2 separate regions of the Mus musculus genome follow, and region 1 is linked to region 2. Evidence: chromatin contacts called from public promoter capture Hi-C data. All regions are on one chromosome and are shown on one strand. Each heading gives the region's core, a stretch centred on a gene start, on an enhancer-like site or on the middle of the called end of the contact. The rest is flanking DNA. Distances are from core to core; before and after follow the strand shown.

Region 1 (3,747 bases), core at 93-2,592, 370 kb before region 2:
AATGTTTGCCAGTAACAGATTTCCTTCCTTTTTTTGTATTTTAGGACATTTTTCTAAAGGTGTAAATAACTTTATTCATAACTGAAAATATAGTACTGAACATATAAACATGAAAACACGGGTAATTCTTGCAGTGGGGCTGTCCTGCATTGAACGGTTTAACAGCATCCTGACCTTCACCCACTCAGAACCTGTAACATTCCTCTTACCATGAGAATCAAAACTGTCTGCTTACATTTTATTACATGTCCCCAAAGCAAAGTTAATCTCAATTGAAAGAGTGGGATTGGATGTAGGATGGGGAGGCAGGAAGGACAAAGACAAGAATTAATCACTCTTGCCTTAGTCCAGTCATCACTGATGTTCCCTTCATAGCACAAGAGTGAAGGCATTAGGTCGGAGACCTCCGTTAACATGTGTGCTTGACTGTCTGCCCAGTTGACACTGAGGTGAAGGAAGGGGACACCTATGTGCTTGCTTGTTGAGGTTCCTGTTCTCCTGGGCATTGCTTTCCTGCTTGTCCTGCAGATTGATTACTTCAACAACCAGATCATTGTGGACCTCGTGGAGCAGCAGCACAAAGGCATCATTGCAATCCTGGATGACGCGTGTATGAATGTTGGCAAAGTCACTGACGGAATGTTCCTTGAGGCCCTTAACAGTAAATTGGGCAAACATGGTCATTTTTCCAGCCGAAAGGTAATAAGACCTTCCTCTTATCTTGAGCTATAAGACTTTTGCTTATTGTTTGGCAGGGCAACGTTGCTTTATAATAGGTTAAAAGAATGTACAGTCAAATAAAGGGGAAAGGCCTGATTAATAATGTATCTCTCTGTGAGTTCTGCTTCTCTGATACAGTGGTGAGGTTGACAGAATTATAGTATCCAGGAGAGGGAGCTACAGACTAAGGCATTTGCTAGATGCAGGAAAAATGAACAGGATTCTTTAAAAGCATGATGTCATTTGTAGCCAATAGATGCTGAGTACTTGTCCATGTGCTAGAATTTTATGCCTGCATCTGATAGCTCTGCATAAGAAATTGCTTTTGTCCTTGACTTTCCACCACAGTCCTCAGTGACAAAATATGGAGTGTGTTCTGACTGCATTCTTCAGACCCTGGGACCTGCTTAAAAATGAGAGATTTTAGCTGCAGTCATGGTTGTTATGGAGAAATGCATTCTTTTAGTATATTGAGTAAACTTCCAAGTCTCCATTTTTTACAATCTAAAAATGTCACAAATAAACCACATTTGTACAATAATTGGTAGGAGTTGTGGTTCACAGACTCTTGTGCGAGACCTTATATATGCAGTATGCTCATCAATTGTGTTTGTTTAGAAGTCTGTGTTGGGGAGGGACACCTCGTCATCACCCCAGGCTTCCTCACAAATGCAAGCTTGTTCAGGAACCAGACGCTGCCAGGAAAACATGCCTTGTTCCTTCCCATCTAGAAAGAAATGGGCAGCAGTTTTGTTTCTCTGTAAGTCTGCAGCACATTGCCACTGCTGCATGAATAAATCTACTTCCTAACTCCGTCCCCTTGGAATTATGTAATCTTAATGGAGAACTTCCACCATTAACTATAAATAGGGTGTGAATCATCTGCAAATTGATTATTAACTGACACTTATCTCAGGGCTGTTACTTGTAGCTACAAGCTGGTCTTCAGCTAATGCATTTAGAACCTAGGTCTCTTCAGCCAGTTCCCACTTAGACCCAAACGTCTGATTAAGCACCTCTTGTTTAAGCAGGTCTAGTCCTCAGAGGTGGGCACAAAACTGTACAAAATGGAAAGTAACCCTAGTCTCAGTGAGACATTTAGGGGGTACCTTTATCTAGGCAAATGGCGGACTGTAAGGGAGTTTAGAGATATCATCACAGGTTGTGGAGATTCATCTACTGATGTACCCTCTGGATACTAGACAGTCGGTATTGGTGAAATTATATTGATTTATCATACCAAATGAATCTTTCTTAAATTGTTTATATTTAAATAGATATCTGTAAGTCCCAAAAGTGACACCCCAAATTATTATTCTATCTTTTGCCATTCAGCCATTTATATAGCTGAATTAAGTAAATCAGTCAGGCAAAAAAAATTTTTTTTTCATTTTACTTTATGGGTATGAGCATTTGGCCTGCATGAATGTACACCATGTGCATACAGTCCCCTAAAAGGCCAGGAGTGGGAAGGAGGACTTGAACCCAGTTCCTCTGGAAGTGCTCTTAACCACTGAGCCATCCATCTAATCCTTCAAGTATTTTTGAAATGTAATCTCACTTTCTTTCTTTTTTGAGATGGACTCTAGCTCTGTGTTGCTCAGACTGGCCTCAGACCTCAGGGCTGTACTGAGCCTCAGCCACGCAAGTGTCTAATGCTGGCACTGCATGCCAACACACTAAGCTGTAATCTCTCCTTAAGGCAACTGAACATCTTGTGTTTAAACACTTGCTACTGTTTTGATAGGAAATCCTAATAGTAATAGTAATTGATTGCTTTCTCTTTTATTTATTTATCTCCTTCTTTGTTACTGGTTTTGGTGGAAGTCCCAGTTTCCCAACAGACCAAGTACCTACTTCTTTTTCCTCCTCCCTCAGTATCCCATGGATAAATACTGAAATGAAATATTTAAAGTATATTCTTTGGGGAATTTGTGTATATGTGGTATGTGTCTATGTCTGTATGTAAGCATATATGGAGGTCAGAGGTCAATGTCCTATATCTTCTCTATTGCTCTCCAACTTTTAAAAAATAATTTACATTTATTTATGTGTTTGGGTGTGTGCATGCATATGCATGCCTTGACACACATGTGAAAGTCAGAGGACAACGTGCAGGAGTTCATTCTCTCCACCATGTAACTTCCAAGGATCAAACTCGGGCTCTGTGGCAAGCCTCTTTACCCACTGAGCCATCCCACTAACCTAGTTTATTTTGTGAGACAAGGTCTCTCCCTGAGCCTGGACCTCCCTGATAGAGCTATCAGGTATCCTCCTGTCTCTGCCCTACTAGCACTAGGATTACAGGCATCACTGTACCCAATTATAGTATGTAATTGCTAAGGATCCAAATCAAGTCCTCATGTATATGCTGCAAGCGCTATACCAACTGAGCCATCCCTCATCTTCTGAGGAATTTTACCTAATAAGGAAAGAAATGAAATAGCCAAGCTGTCAAGATGTTTAAATCACCTCATACCTTTTAGTTAAATAATTCCATTGGGTTGTATGTTGAGCCAGGTATCATTTGTTACTGCTAACTGATCAGACAGACTTACTGGCTTATTAAATAAAAGATTGGTGACTTTTATTTGGGGCTAAAAATCTTCCTTTTGATTTAAAAGTAACATGGAGAAGCAGTCACATGATCTAAACAACTATAAAATATTTTAAAATAAAAAGCTAAAACAAGTATATAACAGTACAAGAAAAAGTTAATGGATTTATGTGTGTGTGTGAGAGAGAGAGAGAGAGAGTGTGTGTGTGTGTGTTGAGGACAATCACAGCTTTGTGTTTTATACAAATGTAAGAATGGATCATAATTTGAGTCTTATTCCTTCAGGAATTTTACAAATTAAAGAATATTTCAAAAGGGCGGAGGTGAGGGGAAAGAGTGTAGAGAGAGTGCTCGGCAGTTAAGAGTGCAGACTGGCCTTGTGCAGACCCCAGCACCCATGTCAAGAACCTTACAACTGCCTTAGCTCCAGAGCCAGGACATCCAAGAGCCCCTTCTGGCCTCTGAAGGAA
Region 2 (3,368 bases), core at 822-3,321:
CCTCTTGCATAGCGAAAACTTTAATACAAGTTGTCCAATCTCTGGGTGGCGTAAGCCCAGCCATGGTGCAAGAAGAATTTGTAGGGATGAACGATTTCTCTCTAGGGAGCCTACTGCTGTCTCCGGATACCCAGAGCACCGTGTGGCTCCGCCCTAGATGTATTAAGCCACGCCTCCATAGCACGTCACCATCTCCGGAGCACTGAGCTAGGAAAGCCCACGCAGTCAAGCAGGAAGACTGAGACCGGTTTCAGGCAGGGCTGGGAAGAAGAAAGGTATTTAACTGCTCACATACCTTTTCAAACAGGACTTTCCAGTGCTGGTAGAGAGGGAGGCCATGCGGGAGAGGAAGAAGAGAAAGAAAGGCACTTATCACCAAGGTTTCTGTAGACCCCTGAGGTTTCTGACATCACCTCCCAGCTGTTGCCCAGCAGTCAGAATCAGGTTCAGGGGCCCCCCAGATGAAACCTGAAAAGTCCCCGTGTGAGCGAAGGCAGAACTCGCACAGTACGGTGTGGGAATGGGGTGTTTTTTTTTGGGGGGGGGGAACACAGTCAGATGCTGGAATGAGAACAAGGACGATTCCCAACCGTGTCTCCGGGTTTCTGATAACTTCTGCTACGGAAAGGTCACGTCCACATCTACTCCCGGAGTACACCTTCAGACCTTGTCTGTTGGAGGACTCTGCTCAGGAGACTCGCCCCTGCTTGAGCACTCTGTGTGTGTGTGTGTGTGTGTGTGTGTGTGTGTGTGTTCCCCAATATGCTTCCAAGACTGAGTGCAAGTACTGAATACAGAAGACTCTCTCAGGAGTTAGGGCCAGGACAAAGTGACAGGTTTAGTTACGCAAACCCGAGAGATGTTAGACTCCCGGCCCATTCAGATTTGCTGGCTGTGGTTTCGTAGGCTGGGGTTTCTGGTTTAATTTTACTCTGAAGGAGGGACAGGTCCGAGGCAGGGTGCCGAGAGGGAGTAGTTTCATCAACTCAAGCACCCGGGGCTTTCCAGATCCTGCCTCGCCTCCCAGGACAGCAGACAAGAGATCTAAGCGGCAGATGGCAGGAAAGCCCTCTGGAGTAACCCCTCCCTACCCTGCCCCAGGGGACCGTTCCTGGCACCGAGGTGGTCAGGGACTCCTGAGCCCCCTGCTGGGAGCATTTCGACCCAGCTAGCTCTGGCTGGGTTCAGGGACTGAGATCAGTTTGAATTTCAATCAGTGTCGCGACCGGACTGACGCCGGCGGGAGCTAATCTGGCAGCCGAGAAGGGGTCTCCAGAGCGGTCTGCGCTGATCAGAGACTGGGCATCTGCGGCGCCGGTTCCTTCCCCGGGCTTGCAGAGTCCGCAGGTCGCTGAGGGGAGGGGAGGGGAAGTCACTACAGTGACGCGGCCGCCTCTGCAGGAAAACGCCGTGTCCCGGGCACTGCACCAGCCGCGGGGAGGGGGCTCGGCAGCCGACAGGTTCCCGGCGCAGTGGCCCGGGCTGTGTCCCGCAGTGAAGCCGCGGGAACCCGAGCGGGGTGGGGAGCGCGCGCTTGCATTTGGGGGAGACCTATCTCTCCTACCCTCGGGGACCCCCGACTCATCCCGGACGCTCCGGTGACATAACCTTGAAGCCTCTAAGTTGTCTGCGGGGTAGGGAGCTGAGGCAGTGGCGTCTCCCCGCGTGGCGCCCCCCAGAAAGTTTGAGGGACACAGGAGGGGGCACTCACGTCTTCTGGCGCGGCGGGCAGTCGCTCCTCGGCCTCGGGCTCCAGCTCCTCGATGCGCTCAGCCTCCGCGCAGGCGGCCACTGCGGGGCCGGGGCTGGGGTGCTCGCCCATGGCCCAGACTGCGGCGCTCGTCCCGGGGCGCCGGGCTAACTTTGCGCCGCCGCGGCCGTGCTGCTCCAGGAGCTAGCTGCGCCCCTCGCCGCCTCCGCGCTCGCTCCCATGGTTCTGCTCTCCCCACCGCCCTCACTGCGGCCCCCGCGACCCGGGGCGCTGGGCCCCTAGCCGCCAAACTTCTTGGCCTCTGTCGCGGGCCCGAGGCAGGGCGCCCTTGGGCCAGCCGGGCCCTACCGCTCCCCGCGCTCCTTCCCGCTCCGCGCGGCCCCCGCTCTGCGCGCGAGCCTCCTCCTCCCCACGGACTCCTCCGGGGTGGCGCGCGGCGGGGGCGGGGCTGCTCGCGGGGCCCCCGCCCCCCCAGGCCGCCCGCGGGGAGGGAGGGAGGGAAAGAGGGAGGGCTGGCTGCCGGGAGGCGAGCGACAAGCCGCCGCTCCTCCCGCCCGGAGATGGGGACTGCGTTGCCCTCAGCCTGCTCAGCTCAGCACCGGGTTAACCATCACTTGGAAGCAGCAGATTGTGTGACGGAGGCAGAAGCGAGGTTCTCACGAAGTTGGCCATGTCAGGGTTAAATAGGACTGAATTGAGAGTGAGATGTGAAAATTGGATTCCACCAGCCACCCTTAAGACCTCTCTCTGTTCGCTGTGGTCTTGGATTCTGGGAGGTCTGGGAAAGCCTAGAGATGAGAGAAAGGTCAGGTGGTTTGGGACCCTAAATCCTAACCTTTGCCCTACCTCTCCATCTAGAGCTGTATGCTATCTTCAGGTTTCTCGACCATGTTAAATCCAGGAAAGTAGTGCCCTGCCAGACAGGAGCGGAGGGGTGGAGTGCCGGGGAGGGATTGCGGGGTGGGGGGAGAGCTGGCCGGGGGTGGGGGTGGGGGTGGTGGGGAACAAAAACAAAAAACTAAAACTAAAAACCAGGAATGAAGTTAGCAAAGTACTAAAGGATGTTTAAAGAAGAAAAATGGGAGACAGAGTACCTGTGGGAAAAGCGATCTTCCCACCTAACTATAATTTGTGCCAGTGCCCGGGCTGGGGTAGATGCTCCTCAAGGGAGGCTCAGGGGCTCAGTCCTGGTTCAGCCGCCCCTCCCCCTCCCACACTCCCCACACCCACACACACCCCCACCCCCGCTCCTCCGGCAGCCTACATACAGAACCAAAGCCCTTCAACCTCTCCGCATCATCATTACCCCTCTCGACGTCCAAAGGATTATTATTATTATCAGAAGTTGCAATTAACACCTTCATTTTCATAACGCAAATGTAACCACATCGTGCAAACCCAGGATCCAACCTGTGACCATCTCGCCCAGCACTGACTACTCCTCTTAAACCCAGAAGGAAATCAGTTCCATCCTAATTAGGTGAGTTTGCAACAGACACCAATTTTCATCTCGGTTTCAGAAAGTGTGATCATTCCAACTATTTTTGTTTCTTGCCACCCCTCCCCCATCTCTACTCTACTAACAAGTCAAGATCCTGCCAAGATTTCCTTGTAAATAAAACTGTCTGCATGGGGGTGTGATTTTTTTGAAAACTGC

What was found. Promoter capture Hi-C pulls out the DNA fragments that hold promoters and counts their contacts.
Region 1: a contact with region 2 is called in a promoter capture Hi-C map of hippocampal neurons, with 2.9 times the contacts expected there. The contact joins the enhancer-like site here to the promoter of Rhbdl3 in region 2. A contact is called at or near these places in 4 of 39 promoter capture datasets (cranial neural crest, hippocampal neurons, pre-B cells and 1 more), 1 of 15 datasets of contacts at CTCF or cohesin (pro-B cells), 26 of 484 Hi-C or Micro-C datasets (B cells, the C2C12 cell line, CD4 T cells and 19 more), 3 of 115 datasets of contacts at active chromatin or transcription factors (astrocytes, embryonic basal ganglia and neural tube) and 2 of 9 other capture datasets (embryonic stem cells and liver).

What each region holds. Positions count from the first base shown.
Region 1 is chr11:80,667,801-80,671,547 of GRCm38.p6, reverse strand. It overlaps Myo1d (myosin ID), which reads left to right. Exons shown (of 22, transcript NM_177390.3): 11 at 529-699. All of the region lies in intron 2 of Gm38907 (a long non-coding RNA gene), which reads right to left. Among named protein-coding and RNA genes, the nearest start is that of Gm38907, 51 kb to the right of the region's middle. Within about 2 kb of position 1,342, at least 35 of the 459 cell types and tissues checked have an H3K27ac peak or open chromatin away from gene starts, as enhancers often do. A contact at or near this core is called in cerebral cortex and hippocampal neurons, where this site is marked.
Region 2 is chr11:80,299,615-80,302,982 of GRCm38.p6, reverse strand. It overlaps Rhbdl3 (rhomboid like 3), which reads right to left and starts at 2,071. Exons shown (of 9, transcript NM_139228.3): 1 at 1,712-2,071; 2 at 296-319. The coding sequence starts at 1,822.